2 separate regions of the Pan troglodytes genome follow, and region 2 is linked to region 1. The links are chromatin contacts, called in public Hi-C maps. All regions are on one chromosome and are shown on one strand. The core of a region is the stretch at or near the end of the contact, and the rest is flanking DNA. Distances in the headings are between cores, read along the strand shown.

Region 1 (7,808 bases), core at 2,945-5,444:
AGGTTTCCCGGGGCTGCTCGAGTGCGCGGGCGAGGGGGGCAGCGGCCCTGGCAGCCGCGGGTCCCGCAGGTGCTGGGGGTCGGGGGACGCGTGGTAGGCCAGGCGGAGGCTGGGGCTGCCCGGGCCCTCCTCCTCCTCCTCCTCTTCGTTCCCAGGGCCTTTCTGGCCCACGTCGCTGAGGTCCGGGTGCGGATTGAGCTTGGTGGGCAGGGTCTGCTCGCGACAGCCCCCGCTAGACAGGAGTTCGCGCTCCTTGGAGTTCCGCCATTTCATGCGTCGGTTCTGGAACCAGATTTTCACCTGGAATGTCCCGGTCGGCGAGAAGAAGGGAGAAGCAGAGGTCAGATCAGGGGCCCCGGGGGACGCACGGGGGCGGGGAGTGGAGTGGGGTGCAGGCTCTGTCCTTCGGGCTGTGTCCTCTCCCCACCCCCAGAAATGAGTTCCGGTGGATTCCCGCATTGACTCTGCCCCCGCCTCAGCTCGCGGTTCCGTTAGCCTCATCCGCTGCCACCCTGCCCCGAAGGGCGGGGTTGGGGGCCGGTGAGGCCGGGAGAGAAGGCGGGGAGTCGGGGTGGGGAGAGAAGAGGGCTATCCTGCGGAGCTTCGAGGGTAGTGGCCCGTGTACTCACTCCCTCTCTAGGCCTCGGTTTTCCCATCTGTACAGTGGGACCTAAGCCGTTTCCGAACCCTTGCAATTGACGAGTGCGCCGGGGAGGGGTGAAGGGCGGGGGCGGGGGGATGCTGTGGAGGAACTGCGCTCACCTGCGAGTCTTTCAGGCCCAGCTTGGCCGCCAGCTTCTTGCGGTCGGGCTTGCTGATGTACTTCTGCTTCTGGAACATCTTCTCCAGCGCCTTCCGCTGCACGTCGGAGAAGACTGCTCGACGCAGCATGCCCCGCCGAGGCTTCCCGCGCGCGGCCAGCGGCCAGGAGAAGGTCCCGGGGATGGGCACCACGCTGGAGGAAGCTGCAGGGTGGGGGGAGGTGGCGAGTGAGTGGGCGTACGCCCCCCAGTCCCAACACGGCTCTCCCTGGCTTTTTGCTCTGATCTGTTCATCTCTTTAAAGCGCTCCTTTTTCTCCCCCTGGAGAATAGGCCACGAACCTACAAACCTGCGAGAGTGAAAGGCGCTTTCCGCCCAAATAACTTTCCCTTTCAACCGTGCAAACCCGGATTAGGTAAAACCACGGAAACAGAGAAAACAGCCCCCACAATAGCCTGTTTCGTTTTTCCATTCAGTGGACTTAGGGAAACAAACCTGCGTACATCAGCTAAAACAGCAATAGAAAAAATAAATTACAAAAATAAAAATAAAATATCCAGCCGAGGCCACTGGGTTTCTCCCCTAAGCTTTTATCATTTCAGTGGCTTTTGCATTCTTTAGATGAAAATGAGGTGCTTTACTATTTTGATAAAGAGGGAAAAATCCGATTTAGATTTTTTTGAAAAATCCAATAAGTATTCATCTTTTTTATATTAATCCTTCCTCCCCTCCCCCACGAAACGTAAAGAATTCGGCCCGAATACATGAAAAGTGGCAGCTAATTAGCACATTGACTGCTTCCCAATGGGTATTGGTATGATAAAAGGGAGGAGAGTTTCGCTTTAAGCGAAAGAAAAAAACAAAACAAAAAGAAACAGAGACTCTAATGAAGCGTGAATGGTAATTGTGTAGTAATGAACTAACAGAAAAAGACTGAGGACAAGCAGCGAAAGCCATATATTACTGGGACAAAAGAGATTTACACTTTCAAACTAAACACAACTGCAGGCCAAGACCGTTGGGAGAATACTGATGGCAGAGGCTTCTCTTCCCCGAATCGTTTTCATTAAATGGACATGAAAAGCTATTTATAAAGCTCGGGTTGTTTTTGTTAGAGCATTGAGATGAGGGAGAAAGGGAGCAAATTCCATTATTAGCAGCAGTGTGAATGGTGGTGGTGGTGGTGGTGGTGGTGGTGCTGGGGGGTGGGGGGATGGTGAATTATCTCTCCCCCTTTAAAAAATCAATTGCTTGTTTCTTTTGCTGATATTTGGGAGTGCTGTCGTGATTTTACCCATCCCCCGCAGGCCATACCCAGTTTTTCTTCTCTGTATAGGGACTCTCCTGCCTCCTTTTTAGTTTTGACCAGTGGCAGAGTTTTTGAGCCATAGTTTGAATCATCATTGAGGTTACAGGAAGAAAACCTGGTGGAAGCTGCCTAAGGTGTTGCTCCTTTAGGCTGGGACACAATTATGGGCTTTCTTCTAACTGCTTCTTATTTTGCAAGATCAACGGTATTTTATAAGACAGGGTGGGAAAGGAGTATGAGAAGGGGTTTGGAAATCAGGCTGGAAATAGGTTGGGATTGGGGGAGGATCTAATCCCCCTCCCCCTGGGCGACCCTAGGCATCCTACACAAGAGGGCACCCCATGTGGTCTTGTGAAAAGCCCGAAGCCCTGAATGAGTCTTAAAGAGAAATTAGCCCCGGCTGGTAGGTGTCTCTCGGCGGCGTGGAGGGACTAGGGCCGGTCTGTGTGTGGCTGCCCGGAGGAGCTGACCAATTGGTCATGGTGCTGAAACCTTTGTGGGGAATCGTGGCCAAGTGCACTGACTCTGTGGGAAAACGGCGGCGTGAAGGGATGCCAACAGCTCCTCGCAGGGAAGGGAACCGCCTCAAATTGGGACCATGACAATTCCTGCTAATTTGTAGAGCAGGGAATTGGTGCAAAGTGTCAAGCAGTCACTGCTTGTGCTAAATAGGGCATCAAATTGGCGCGACGGATTCATGAATGTTGTACGCCTCGCAACCTCTGAACCAGAGCATAACCCCGAGGGGTGGACGGAGAAATATGGCTTCGGAGCAGGGAGCGATGGGCCGGGGCTGGGGCGCCGCCCTGCCTCGCGCAAAGAAGGGGGACGAGACCTACCTGGGAAATAAGAAGATCTGATGAAAGGCTGAAAAGACCCTTCGAAGTAGGGAAAGGCGAAGGTCTTGGGAGGGACGCTCTGGAGCAAGGCTGGGGATGTTTCTGGTGGGCGGTGGAGGGGGGACAGAAAGGAGAGAGGGAGACAGAAAGAATCTGATTACGTACTTGCCTATTGTATAGCACACTGAACACACGATATAATTAGCCCTTCATCTGGTTTCAAAGACATCTTTCTCATACGTTGACAGGGTAAAATAAATCTTCCCAACATTGTCTTATCTGTAAAACTCTTTTCTTTCTCCCCAACATAATTCTCTGCGCCGTTCCACTCTACCCCAATCTCCATCCTAGGCACTAACGAGATAGGACTGAGTGGGGAGGAAAGAAATTGCAGATTTATAATATTTGCTAATCCAATAAATATATCATATTCAGTTAAAAAAAAAAAACTGTCTCCCAAAAGCTCGAAGGCAGAAACGCAGACGTCCAGGCGCGTGCGCTCAGCGTTACTGCACCAGCTGACTGCGCACCGTCTCCGACTGCGTGTGCTCAAGTTCACTCCGAGGATGGGGCGAGCCTGGAGGATTTTCTTCCCCGGAATTGACTGTGCTATTCTCACATTGCCTGACGTAGGGTCTCAGAGTTCGTGCATATGTGTGTGCACCGATGTGTGTGGGGGGGCCCGCTCGCTAGAGGAAACTGAGGCCAGGATGACTCCGCGCATACCTGGTACCTGAATGGGCCCTCAGGGTTCTGCCCTCGCTTACCTGTTCTGGGCCCCGAGGAGAGGATGGCGTTCACTCCGAACTTCAGAAACGTCGTCTCGCTGGCAGGGGAGAAAGCAGTCGGCGGAGAGCCGCCCCGTCGGCTGCCGGGACTCGGGGAGCCCAGGTCCGAGGCCCCCGTGTCGGTGAGGGCCGTGGGGGCCCCCTGCCTGGGCGGCGACATGCTGGCGGTGGGCACGCTGCGGGGCAGGTAGGCGGGGGGTCGGCTGATGCGGATCAGATCCTCCACCAGGAAGCTGGAGTGGCCGGAAAATGCCGACTGCAAGGACTGGGGCAGCGTCAAGGTGGGCGTGGGCCGCAGGAGGCTAGGGTACCCGGCGGGGGGCGCGAGGAGGCCGGGGAACATCATGGTAGGCGCGGGGCGGGCGAAATAACCCTTCTTTCAGTGGCCGGAGGGTAAACGCCTCGCTTCCCGCCCCTCCCGCCCCCACAGTGTCCTCTCTCTTGGGCTTAGCAAACGTCTCCAAGTAACAATCCCACTTGGGCGTCTGCGAGTCCTCCGTGGTCCTCTCGTCGAGGTGATGGTTTTATAGTGGCCCGCCCGCTAAAGCACTTTGAAAAGTGACAGCTCTGACAATGAAGTTCAACAAAGTTCTCCACTCGAGCTTCATTCGCCGGAGGCTCTGGACTCTCTGATTGGCGCAGGGGTGCAATTTATGATTGGATTAGTCTTCATAAGCATGGCCCGCACAATGGGCCGGCAACAAAGGCCCGCGCGCATCAATTCTTCATATCGACCGCCTCTTTGCAATACAGTGCGCCCCCAAAGCTCTCGCCGAAGGTTTTTGTTCCGAAGCAACACCCGGGCTAATTAAATGCCTATTTAGAAGTTTCAGATGACATCTTGCCTCATAGAAAAGGAATTATTTAAAGAACGCGCTAAATTTATTTGCAGCTCCCCTGCTAAGCCCGGAAAATAAATCAATAAATATTCATAGAAATACATCTTCAGGCTATCAGCAAAGTTGCCCTCCCTCTTGTGGGGGTGGGGCAATGAAAAGTTTCAAGTCAGTGGACATGAAAATATACTCCCTTTCCGGTCTCTAGCCCTATCCGTTACTCCAGCTGAAGCATAAAGCAAATGTAGGGGTGAGTGAAATCAGTGTTAGAAGTCCCATTCTGACGACTCAGGGAAACTTGGAAACGGATGCTTTGGGGCCACTGGATGTGTGTCCGTAAGAGTGGGGAGAGGTCTGGAGTTATTTCATTTCGGGAGACTGGTTGAGTTTGAGCGTTGGTGGATACCTGAACAGTAAAACGAGTCTCCTTCAAATTCCCAGCAACTTGGAAAACGATTTTCTCTAGGAGTTTCTGCAAGGGGCTCTCCGCACCTCACCTTGCGGGAGGAGCGGAGGAGAGCGGCGCTGGGCTGCCGAGCGGCAGGATTCCGCTTGCAAAGAGCTTAGGCTGACCGGAAACTGCCTCGGGCAAGGGTATCCAAAGGCTGTGAGTGCTATGCTGGCCGTTCTCCAAACACAGGGAGCTCTCGGCAGTTTAAGTTGAAACTCACAGCCCTGACATTTTAAGCCATAGCAGCGAAGGTCCAGACGTCGTCTGGAGAGAACCCTACCACTTGCGGGGCCCTTAACTTGGCCCAAGGTTTGGCAGCTTCTTAATTAACTACAACGCACAAACGCGTGAAAACCAGAGGGAAGGGATGCGGTTCCCAAGAATGTTGGTCCACTCCGGGAAAGCCTCCCCTGAATGTGGGGCTTCAAAGGAGAATCTTCCTGGAGACAGTCCCTTCGCTTTCCTCTGGTTGGGGCTGAGGTGGTACTAAGACTCGATTCCCCCCATTTCTCTGTTCGGCGAGATAACAGATGTGTTAAATGTCCCATTCATCTCTTTAGTGTGGCTGAACCTCCCCAAAGAGAAGTGTGCAGCCCCGCCAGGCCGCCCTGATCCTATTAACCATGAACTAACTGTCACCTTCAGCTGGTTTTCCTTTTTGCTTTTTAACACAAAGCTTTCTCAAAAATCTTATTAACCAGCTTTATTTCTCTCGATGGTTTTGTTCGGGGTGTTTTGTGTTGATGATCTCCATGTCGCTGCTTTAACCATTCAATAAAAGTGCATCTGCGATTTATATCACATTAAACCAGAAACGGAGCCCGCTAAAACTCTCCCTTGATTCAAATTAAAAAGTTATTTAGGGCCCAGCTCTAGAGGCGAATTAATGCTAGAAGATGACGTAAGTGCGGAGTTTCTGAGCCCAAGACCGCTCATGCTCATGGGCAGCGGGAGAAAACCAATCAGGAAAGAAACAACTTTTAAATAAGGGGCTATTTAAATATGGGAAGCGCCTTGCTAGAGTTAATTGGAGTCTCCTGGAAACGGAAGAAGGAGATCTGTCGAAGAACGTCAAAAGTTCCTTTTTGAAGTTTGCAATAAAATAGGTGAGAAAAGCATAAGCTATCTGAACACCTGCACTTTAACCTTGCCACGAGACAGTTTCCCATTGCAATAAGACTGGCTCTCTCCCTTCCTCTCCCTTACTTTTTTCCTCAGGCCCACCTCCCTCCTTCTCCCACTCCCTTTCCCTCTGCCCCCCACCCCTTTTTCTCCCCGAATCTTAAGGACTTGGGCAATTGCCAGTTCCCAGAAGGACGCGCCGGGGGCTTCAGGATGTTTGATTCCCTACCGGTGAAGCGCTTGTCCAAGTCTTCCGGATGATCAGAATAGAGTCTATATTTGCCAAAATCAACTTGGATTTTGTTTTTTTGGAGGGGGGAACGGTAAGAACTTGAAGCCAGCGTGAGCCCTTCCCAGCTCCTCCTTCCCTGTTGGGGCATTTGCCGGGATGCAGTTTTCACGGTTTCCTGCCCGTCGACAGGCTTCATGCCACCCCCCAGCCCCCACCCCAAGCCCCAGCCATTCTGCTTCACTATAGACTAACTGCTACTAACTTCTCGGCTTTTAAAAGTCTACCCTGCCATTTTTTGGAGGGTGGATCAACCCCTTGCTGCGATCCACGTGGACCCTGCTTCCTGGGGTCGGTCTCCAGAGCCTCCTAAAGAATTCCTAAAGCGCCAAAGAGGAAAAGTGAGGGCGGGGGCGAGGGGGCGAGGGCTGGCCGCCCGTGAAAGGAAAAATAAATCCTAAGGAAGCAAGAACTCGGACGAAAGGATCTTACTTTAAGTGATCTCCTTGAACGCGTCTTTTCAAACTCCGCGATAGCCCAAGGAGCTGCGCGGCGCGGCGGCTGCGGCTAAGACCTGTGACTAATGCCATTTGACCTGACCCCATGGGGTTTTGTGCGTCCTGCCATTCACTGTTATGTCGTTATCTTCAAGTTTATTTCGGAGAAATCACTCGCGTTCTTTGTCTCAAGGCTGAGCTTTCTATTTCTCTTTTAAGAGAAAAGAAGACGGGAGGGGAAAAGAGAGAATCGGAGTCCCTGGTTTGGGGTTTAAGGTCCTTGCCTACGCGGGGAGGCCGCAGCAGATCCGGCTGGGGCTCCCCGGGCCTAGGTGGCCAAAGCTGCCGAAACCTGCCTTGGATAGTAGAAAGAGCGTGTCGGAACGCACTCTGGGGGTTTCGTTCCCCCCGCGCAGGGGAGAGCGAGCATGTTCCTGCCCCGGGCGCCGTGCGGTCGCAGCAGCAGCGCGGCCCTCTCCAGTGCGGGCCGTGCCTAGAATGTTTCGGGTAAGCGAAGGCCAGCAAGCGAGGCGAAACGGACACTAGCTTCCCCGCCCTCTGAAAAGATGGCAAGTCTCCGTTTCGGGAAGGCTGCAACGCTAAGGTCACCCTTTGCAGGCTTCGGACCCCCAGTCCTCCATGCTCCCTGCCGGAGCAGCCAACAGAGTGAGAGCGCATTTTGGAAAGATTGGCAGGATGCCGGGCGGCGACAGGGAAAAGCGCCCGACGCCTGGCTTTGGGGTGGGGGGTGTGGGGAGGGGGGGCAGGGAGCTAACGGGCGAGGCGAAGGAGGAGGGCTGCGAGGCTCGGACTGAAAGAGCTTTCCTACCGCCCCAGCCCCTCTTCGCAAGCCTCTCTTTTAAGACAGCTCTAAGGGGTTCACCTTCAGAATAGGCCACTAGGAGCTACCGCTGCACCAGCTCTTTCTAGTATCTCCCCCCTCACCCCCCATCCCTTTCACACTCACTCCTCTCTT
Region 2 (7,849 bases), core at 4,586-7,085, 450 kb after region 1:
CCTTCATATAAACAAAAAGTGCCTTAGGAAAAACTCATAGCAGCTTCTGTATTTGAGCACTTTTCCTGGATGCTCCTAATTTTCATTTAGTAAAGGTAAATACTTGATTATTGGGCGACCAAACACTGAATGAGGAGGGAGAAATGTTGCACAATCATTACATATTTTGTAAGGTTTTCTATTCTGCATAAGTCTACCCATATTAAACCTTCTGACCCAGGGAGAGGGATTTGTCTTATTTGCTAATTTTGAGAGGCTTCAAACATATGTTTCCTTTAGACTGAATAATATTGTTAACAATAGCTTATTGAAAGTATGCCGGGTAGCCAATCTCAATCTAGGCACTTTGCATGCGTTCTTTCGTTTAATCCTCAGGCCACCCTTGAGGTTAGGTTAATTTTTTTTTTTTTTTTTTTTTTTTGGAGACGGCGTCTCGCTGTCTCCCAGGCTGGAGTGCAATGGCGCCATCTTGGCTCACTGCAACCTCCGCCTCCCAGGTTCAAGCTGTTCTCCTGCCTCAGCCTCCTAAGTAGCTGGGACTACAGGTGCGTGCCACCACATTCAGCTAATTTTTTGTATTTTTAGTAGAGACGGGGTTTCACCATGTTAGCCAGGATGGTCTCGATCTCCTGATCTCATGATCCACCTGTCTTGGCCTCCCAAAGTGCTGGGATTACAGGCGTGAGCCACTGCGCCGGCCGAGGTAGGTTAATTTTTATTATGCTCATTTTACTGATGGGGAATTTCCCCCAAGGTCACAGAGCTAGGAAGTGGTGCAGTGGGTCTGCAGAGCCCACATTCTTAGCACAGAACAACACTGCAATGGAGCTGGGCAGTAGTAGACAAGTGGGACAAAAATACGGCATGGCTTCTTGACTATCGGCCATGTCACCTGAAACCCACACTGAGCCCTCACATCCATCATCTATGGAAGTTGTAGGTGTTAACGACTCCCGTGTTAAAATCACATAAACATAGAGATAGGCGCTCATACTCTATCCCTTATGTGGTGGATGGAGAGGAGCCAACACAGACAGGGACTCAAAGCTAGGCTCTGCCCGCTGACCCTGGACACGTTCCTTCGCCCGTCAGTCGCACTGGCAGCTCTTTCTCGCATGCTGCCCTGAGGACCAGAGGAGGCTGGTGCCACAGTGCCCCGCTAACGCCAGAGCAATAGCTTGTAAAACACCGGTATCTTTCCCTCCTCTCTCCTTCCTTAGTGCAAAGGAGGGCAGAGACTTGAATGCGGTAGGCCGCCCTCTGGGCCCTCTCCTGTCTGGGTTGCAGCTGGCGTTTCGTGTCTTGGCAGTAACACTGGCGTCAGGACTGTCACCGGATGGCCTGTTTTTCAGTAGGCTACCCCCATACAACCGAGTGGACACGAGTTTTCAAAAATATTTATTTGCTTATCTGCAAGGCAGGAGAGGAGGGAACAAAGTGATCGAGGACAAAATCAATTACTATTTTTCATCTTTGACAAAGTAATTAAGGCCGTAGTGACTGGCTAATTCAGACCGAATGGCTGCGCGGTGATGGATGCGGATTTACGGCCTCCTTGGCTGCGGCGCGCTGGGCCTGATTATCACTACAAACAGGCGTCCGCGGAGGGCGGGGGCGGAGGCCCGCGTCTAGAGGACGTGCGGATGGTCTTCTTCTTCTTCTTCTTTTTTGTTTTTTTGTTTTTTAATACTGCGGTTCCATCCTCTGCGCTTCGTAGGCGCTGACACACACCCATACGCACGACCTGCTGCCCCAGGGCCTGGCTTCCTGCCTCCGCATGCTCTCTCCCGCCCCTGAAGCCCAACCTTCAAGCCCTGCTGATGCCCGCCCCTCCGTCCCCGCGTTGGCCTCATAGCGAACCCTCTTAGGCCTCTCCGTTCCAGACCCTCCCTCCATTCTCCACGTAGCCCCTCCCTTCTAGAATCTTGCGGCTGAAAGTGGGGGCAGGCGGGGAGCCCGAATAGCGCCTCAGCCAAACCCCGCAGCCGTTCCTGCGCGTCACCCGCCTCTGCAGAGCCTGACGCGCGGCAGTCTCCACGCCGGAACCCAAGTGCTCACTGGGCCGGGGAGGGCCAGCGGGCGAGATATCAGGCCTGGGGGCCGAGCGGGGCTGCTGGGCGTCACTCAGGCCCAGGGCCGCAGCTGGGGGAAGTGAGAAGGCCGGCAGGATTCTGCCCCCTCTGCGCAGTTCTCCCTTCCTCCCGGGGCAGCCAAGTCTGTGCGCCCTGGAACGTCCGGGCGCCGCGTAGACTCTCCATTCGCACCTGGCCCTTTGCGGGGGCTGCTCAAATGCAAATTGGGAAACTGGCCAGAACCTTCCAAAGTCGTGACTGTCCCTCGGGGAAGTCGGCCGGGGAACCGCAGAGGGAGGCCTACACCGATCTTTGGGCCCGCCTCGTGGTACCGCTCCGGCCGATCGCTCTCTGAACCCGAGCCTGCCTGCCAGGCCTGCCTTCTACAGTTCTCGCATTCGTCTTGAGCCCTCTCGGAAATTGGGGACTGTTTAGGCAGAAACACTCGTAGGTCCCCTTGGCGTCCCCCAAGATGCCAAGAGCCTGCGGGGTGCTTCTCAGCGCCAGCCGCAACTTGAGCAGGCACCCCTGCGGAATTCTCAGTCCCACCCACTCAGACGACCCTCCTCCAGCCAGAGTCCACCACAGCCCACCCACCCTCTTAACCCTCGTTCCCGACCTCTCCCTGCGAGCGGGCCCCGCGGAGAGAGCGACTGACCCTAGCGACAGCCCGGCGGGAGGTGGTTGGGATCTTCTCCAGGGTTCAAAAGCGACTTTCTGAGTCCCAATTTCCTCAGCTTTGCAATTGGTATAGTTTCTGAAAGGCCATTGCTAAATCTAACTGAGATAATTCATGGATAGCCCTTGCACAATGGTTGAGTATGGAGATCTCAATAGACGTTAGCTCAAAACTGCAATAAAAAGCGACCTGAAATCCTCAAGGCGTCTCAAAAGAAAGATCTCCTCCTCCTGCCCACCAAAGGCAATGCAGACCGTGTGTCCCCAGCCAGCTGCCCTTTAGAGGGGCTAGGCGGGAAAGCCAACCAGCGGAGGCATCCAAACACTCTCGGGCTCTCCAGAGGAGCAGGAGGGTGCCCCTTAGTGCCCCCGGCGCCCGCCGCAATCTGCCACTGCAGCCTACGCCTGCGGCCGCGGCCGCCGCGGCATTGTCCTCCCGCCGCGTGGGACGGCCCAGCCACTGGCGACGGCGCGCACCCCGAGGCAGTGGGCTGGGCTGTTGGCAGTAGGGAAGGGACAACGTGCTGTCTGTGGCTCCTCATCCCCGAGGCCAGGGGTTCCCCGAGCTAGACCGGCAAGGAAGGAGAGAAGGGAAGCATTTTGCTGATAATCCCCTTCTAGTCTCCAAACTACACCTTCTTTGTAAAGGCGTTTTTTCCTCTTCTGATTATAGCTATTGCATTGTACCAATAAGAAAGTCCATCTTTTTATCGCCATGGCCACCCCCACTCCCATCCCCGCCACAGTACGGTTGAACATCCTGGCATGGCTTTGCAGATTGCCAGCTCTCATTCCCCCCTCCCCCCCATTGCTGGGCATCCCGATTTGGACGGTCTCTAAGGTCCCGCGCTGGCAAATCAGGCCTGGCTCTGGTAGGATTTTATTGAAAGGACTGTAAAGAAAGAATGGGTTTCCCTTGACTTCGGAAGTGACCTAAGAACTAGGTCTGTGTTGGAAAAACTTCGTTTTTCTTTCTCTAAAACGTCTTCAGAAAAGCTTAAAAATACAATGAAAACGGTCAGTTATACTCAGAATTTTCTCTTGATTGTGATAACAGAAATAGGAACGGAAATACCAGATCACAATTTTAAAGCAAAAACCCAGGATTCCTCCAAGACTGACTGTCTGGAAGGGTAGGGATGTGAGAATCTGAAGTCCACATACATGCTAGGTAGGTACACCTTGATAAATGCAGGACCCATGCCTGCTTCAGTCATCGCAGAGCTGTGGGGCTATGCGCAGACCCTCAATCTCTTTCGCAGTAATATTTTCGGAATCCCTGAAGATAAGGAGGGACAGCAATGGAATCTAGTGAAAGGGAAAGAGAAGACAGTGATTTAACCCCCTCCTTCCACCTCTACAGCCCGATCCACTCTGTTGGCGGCTGCGCCTTGCCTTGGGTGCAGTGGGACGTGTCCCTCCCATGTTTCCCTTAATTAGGAGGAGGCAAACTTCTGTCTTCCCCTCCTGCCGGTTTCGGTTTAGTAATCAAACCACATGAGTCACGCCAAACGCGCAGCCCCCTCCCGCTGGAGTGACAACTGGCCAGCATACTCTAGGCTGTTGTCCCTTTAAAACTTGAATCCAAGGGGGTAATGATTTATCAAACTTGTATTATCAAGAAAATGTCAAACCAAGGGCACCTTGCTTTGCACTGACGCAAACCCGGCCTTTCCCAAGGAGATATAGAAAGCGCCTCTCCTGCCTGAGCCAAACCCAGTCTTGTCAATAGCGGGTTTCACCCTCCACCAGTTCAGTCTGTTGCCTGTGTCAGACATGGTGAGTGTTTGCTTTTGTTCTTTCAAGAGGAAAGGGGGCTGAGGGGACAGGGAAAGCAGATTCGTTTTGGCTATTTCTTTTGGAGATGTCTGTGCATTGGGTGGGGGGAAAGGGGGCGACGAGGACAACAATTCTCGCAGCCCTAGGTATTTGTACTTGTGAGCGTCACCTGAGGTCGCAAAGAGGTTTCCTAGGCTGTAGAGCTGAGAGGTTGGCTGTGGCTCCTAAAGACCCGATCCCGGGCACTGTCCTCGGTGCTGAAAAGCCAGATGCCGGTACAGAAGCGAGTTGCTCTGGGTCCTAGAGGCTACTGAGACAAATGCTGGCTGAAGCCGAGGTACTTAGATTTGTGCAAATTGAGGAGTTCTATTCTGCGTGTTTGTGAAAGGGGGTTAGACGAGAGGAGTGCGGTGGAGGCGAAGATAATAGGATTATTCTTACAGTGTAATAATAATTATTGGTGCTAATGTTTAGGAAGCCGTGAAAGATAACACGAGGGGAGAAAGTGGATAGAAAAACCACCGCTGGCAGTTCTTTTCATTTGAAAGTGAATTGGGAAAAAGCGAATAAAAATTAGTCATGAGTTTTGGTACTCAAGCAAGCTTAGAGTTGTGAAGGATATTAGACTCCTGTGAATAGTTACGCAAAAGAAGAAGAAGAAGAAGAAGAAGAAGAAGAAGAAGAAGAAGAAGAAGAAGAAGAAGAAGAAGAAGAAGAAGAAGAAGAAGAAGGAGAAGAAACCTAAACAAAAGAACAAAAAGCTTTGCATATTCTTTTCCATGTCTGGGAATCTGGAAGTGAATACAAGTTGTGTAAGATAACAAACCTAGTTACTACTCTGTGTCTTAAATTTAGTTTATTATCGTTGTAGGTTTTTTTGTGGTTATTTTGATCGTGATTCTTAACCTTGTCTTTGCTACCTGGCGGGAGGAGGTGGGTTGTGGAGCGCTGGGACTCAACCAATTTGGCCTCAAGCGCTCGCAGGTGCCAGGGCATCAGCTTTGTGGCCACAGCTTGTCTATGGGGGAAAAAGGCAGTGTGCATTGTTGAATGACAAAGGAAATGGGGCGGAAAATTAAAGAATCTTTCTACAGTGGTGATGGGGATGCGGGCACCCACAGCTGTGATGTGAAATCCAAAGAGGGAGGGGAGCTCATGACTCCAGGGCTATTTCCATTCCCCCTTTACCCTTACAAAATTACATTTCTGCCTCTTTTCTTAGTTCATCCTCCACTAGGGAGGGAATATTAGCTTCTTTTTGTCATCTGGTTATTGATGAAACGGGCAAATTGAGAAATACTGATTGCAGCCTTTCTTTAAAAAAAAGTTCAGATTCCAATTTGCTTCCCCAGATATTGTGTCTGGACCTGAGTTGCGAACGTCTCCATATGTAGATACAGGTATTTTAAAAGCTGTTGTGACTTTGTTTTGCACGAACTTGACATTGTGTTTGCAGGATTGCAGTGCTCCCAAGGAAATGAATAAACTGCCGGCCAACAGCCCGGAGGCGGCGGCGGCGCAGGGCCACCCGGATGGCCCAGGCGCTCCCAGGACGAGCCCGGAGCAGGAGCTTCCCGCGGCTGCCGCCCCGCCGCCGCCACGTGTGCCCAGGTCCGCTTCCACCGGCGCCCAAACTTTCCAGTCAGCGGACGCGCGAGCCTGCGAGGCTGAGCGGCCAGGAGTGGGGTCTTGCAAACTCAGTAGCCCGCGGGCGCAGGCGGCCTCTGCAGCTCTGCGGGACTTGAGAGAGGCGCAAGGCGCGCAGGCCCCCCCACCTCCTGCGAGCTCCGGGCCCGGCAACGCGCTGCACTGTAAGATCCCTTCTCTGCGAGGCCCGGAGGGGGATGCGAACGTGAGTGTGGGCAAGGGCACCCTGGAGCGGAACAATACCCCTGTTGTGGGCTGGGTGAACGTGAGCCAGAGCACCGTGGTGCTGGGCACGGATGGAATCACGTCCGTGCTCCCGGGCAGCGTGGCCACCGTTGCCACCCAGGTAAGCAGGTTGCATTTGGCCCGCACAGTGTCCTGCTCTCCAGCTGCGCGAGAGAGGCCAGCCGGGCCGTGGCGGGTGCACGTATGCTGATGGGGAAACCGGTTGGCAGTGCCAGGTGGTGGATGCGGGAGGCGGCTTTGGGGCTTCGGAAGCTCGCACTGCGCTGGGGTCGGCAGTTCAGGGCGCGAGGGCTGCAGTGACCCTGCCAGAGGGGCCACGACCTGCCCCTTCCCAGCCTTGGCGGTAGCGGGAATACAGGTCCAGATCCACGAAAGAGTTGAGGAAGATAGATTCCACCCTTTTATGCAGACAGACTCCCTCTCCTGCCAATGACTGTCTTTTCTTTTCAAAAATAATTTCTTAATTAAACAAAAAGAGGGTTAAAATTCAGAACAAAGCCACGTGGTGGTGGCTGGGGATGGAGGGGTAGGAGGATAATAGTTTAAGTTTTGTAGCCTTTACACTGCCAGTTACCTTTATTACATGAGAACTCATTTGATGCGAGGTGGGTTTACCTGAGGCTACTGAAGCTTAAGTTTTGGGGCCTGTCCTTTGCCTGGGTCCTTCCAAAACCTGGTGTCTACTTTTGCCATAATTTTCTATTTTTTTCCCTAAAGTAACCTCCCTCAATTGTGTAAGCTTCAGGCCCCACCAATCTTAAACCCCTCTTGCATTTGATCCTTTACTACTTAATTAGAGGTGTGAAAAACCCACAGAGCAAATCCCAATCCTTGGGTTATGAATAAAGGCAGCTTTTGCTGGTGGCCCGCTATCTCATATAGGCTTTTGTTCTCTTCAATTTCCCTCTCGTCTCTCTCCTTCCTTCTCTGATCTCTTCTTTCTTCTGTCCTTTTTCATCAACTTCAGCTCTTCCCTTCTCACTGCCTGCCTTTCTGCTATTTCCTCTCCTTTCCTGGCCTCAGGGGCTATGCATATATCCAGCAGTGGGGCCTGGACCAAAATTTGTGCCTGTGTGAGGTTTAGGATTTATACAACCCTTCTATCCTTAGTCACTTTAGTGTTTGCACACACACACACACACACACACATACACATTCACACTTATCCACAGGCCCACATAGCAGGAGCTTGTGGTGTCAGAACTAGAAATAAACATAGAATTTCCCACTTGCCTTTCCTTTCGGGGTCCACATCCGGAGTGTTTTTCTATGTATATTATCTGCCTCTGACAGCATGTATCCCACAGTGTGACCCCAGGTGGAGCAGAATATTTGTTTCACTTGTCTTGCTTAACCTCCGCACTGCGGCAGAAGGAGCTGGAACTCCCACCCTTTGCAGCCCTGGAAGGATTGAAGGGTGGGATTAG

What was found. A called contact is a pair of places that touch in the nucleus more often than the background predicts.
Region 2: a contact with region 1 is called in a Hi-C map of induced pluripotent stem cells, with 3 times the contacts expected there. The contact joins the promoter of LOC112204783 here to the promoter of DBX1 in region 1. A contact is called at or near these places in 2 of 7 Hi-C or Micro-C datasets (induced pluripotent stem cells and stem cell-derived neural progenitor cells).

The regions. Positions count from the first base shown.
Region 1 is chr9:24,189,969-24,197,776 of NHGRI_mPanTro3-v2.0_pri, forward strand. DBX1 (developing brain homeobox 1) reads right to left here and starts at 4,195. Exons shown (of 4, transcript XM_016922415.4): 1 at 3,677-4,195; 2 at 2,910-3,011; 3 at 763-965; 4 at 1-300. The coding sequence starts at 4,043.
Region 2 is chr9:24,633,574-24,641,422 of NHGRI_mPanTro3-v2.0_pri, forward strand. It overlaps LOC112204783 (sodium- and chloride-dependent glycine transporter 2-like), which reads left to right and starts at 5,836. Exons shown (of 1, transcript XM_054661775.1): 1 at 5,836-6,612. The coding sequence starts at 6,007. The coding sequence ends at 6,612. LOC749521 (high mobility group protein B1-like) reads left to right here. Exons shown (of 4, transcript XM_063784628.1): 2 at 1,221-1,351; 3 at 1,514-1,637; 4 at 1,718-1,855. The coding sequence ends at 1,855.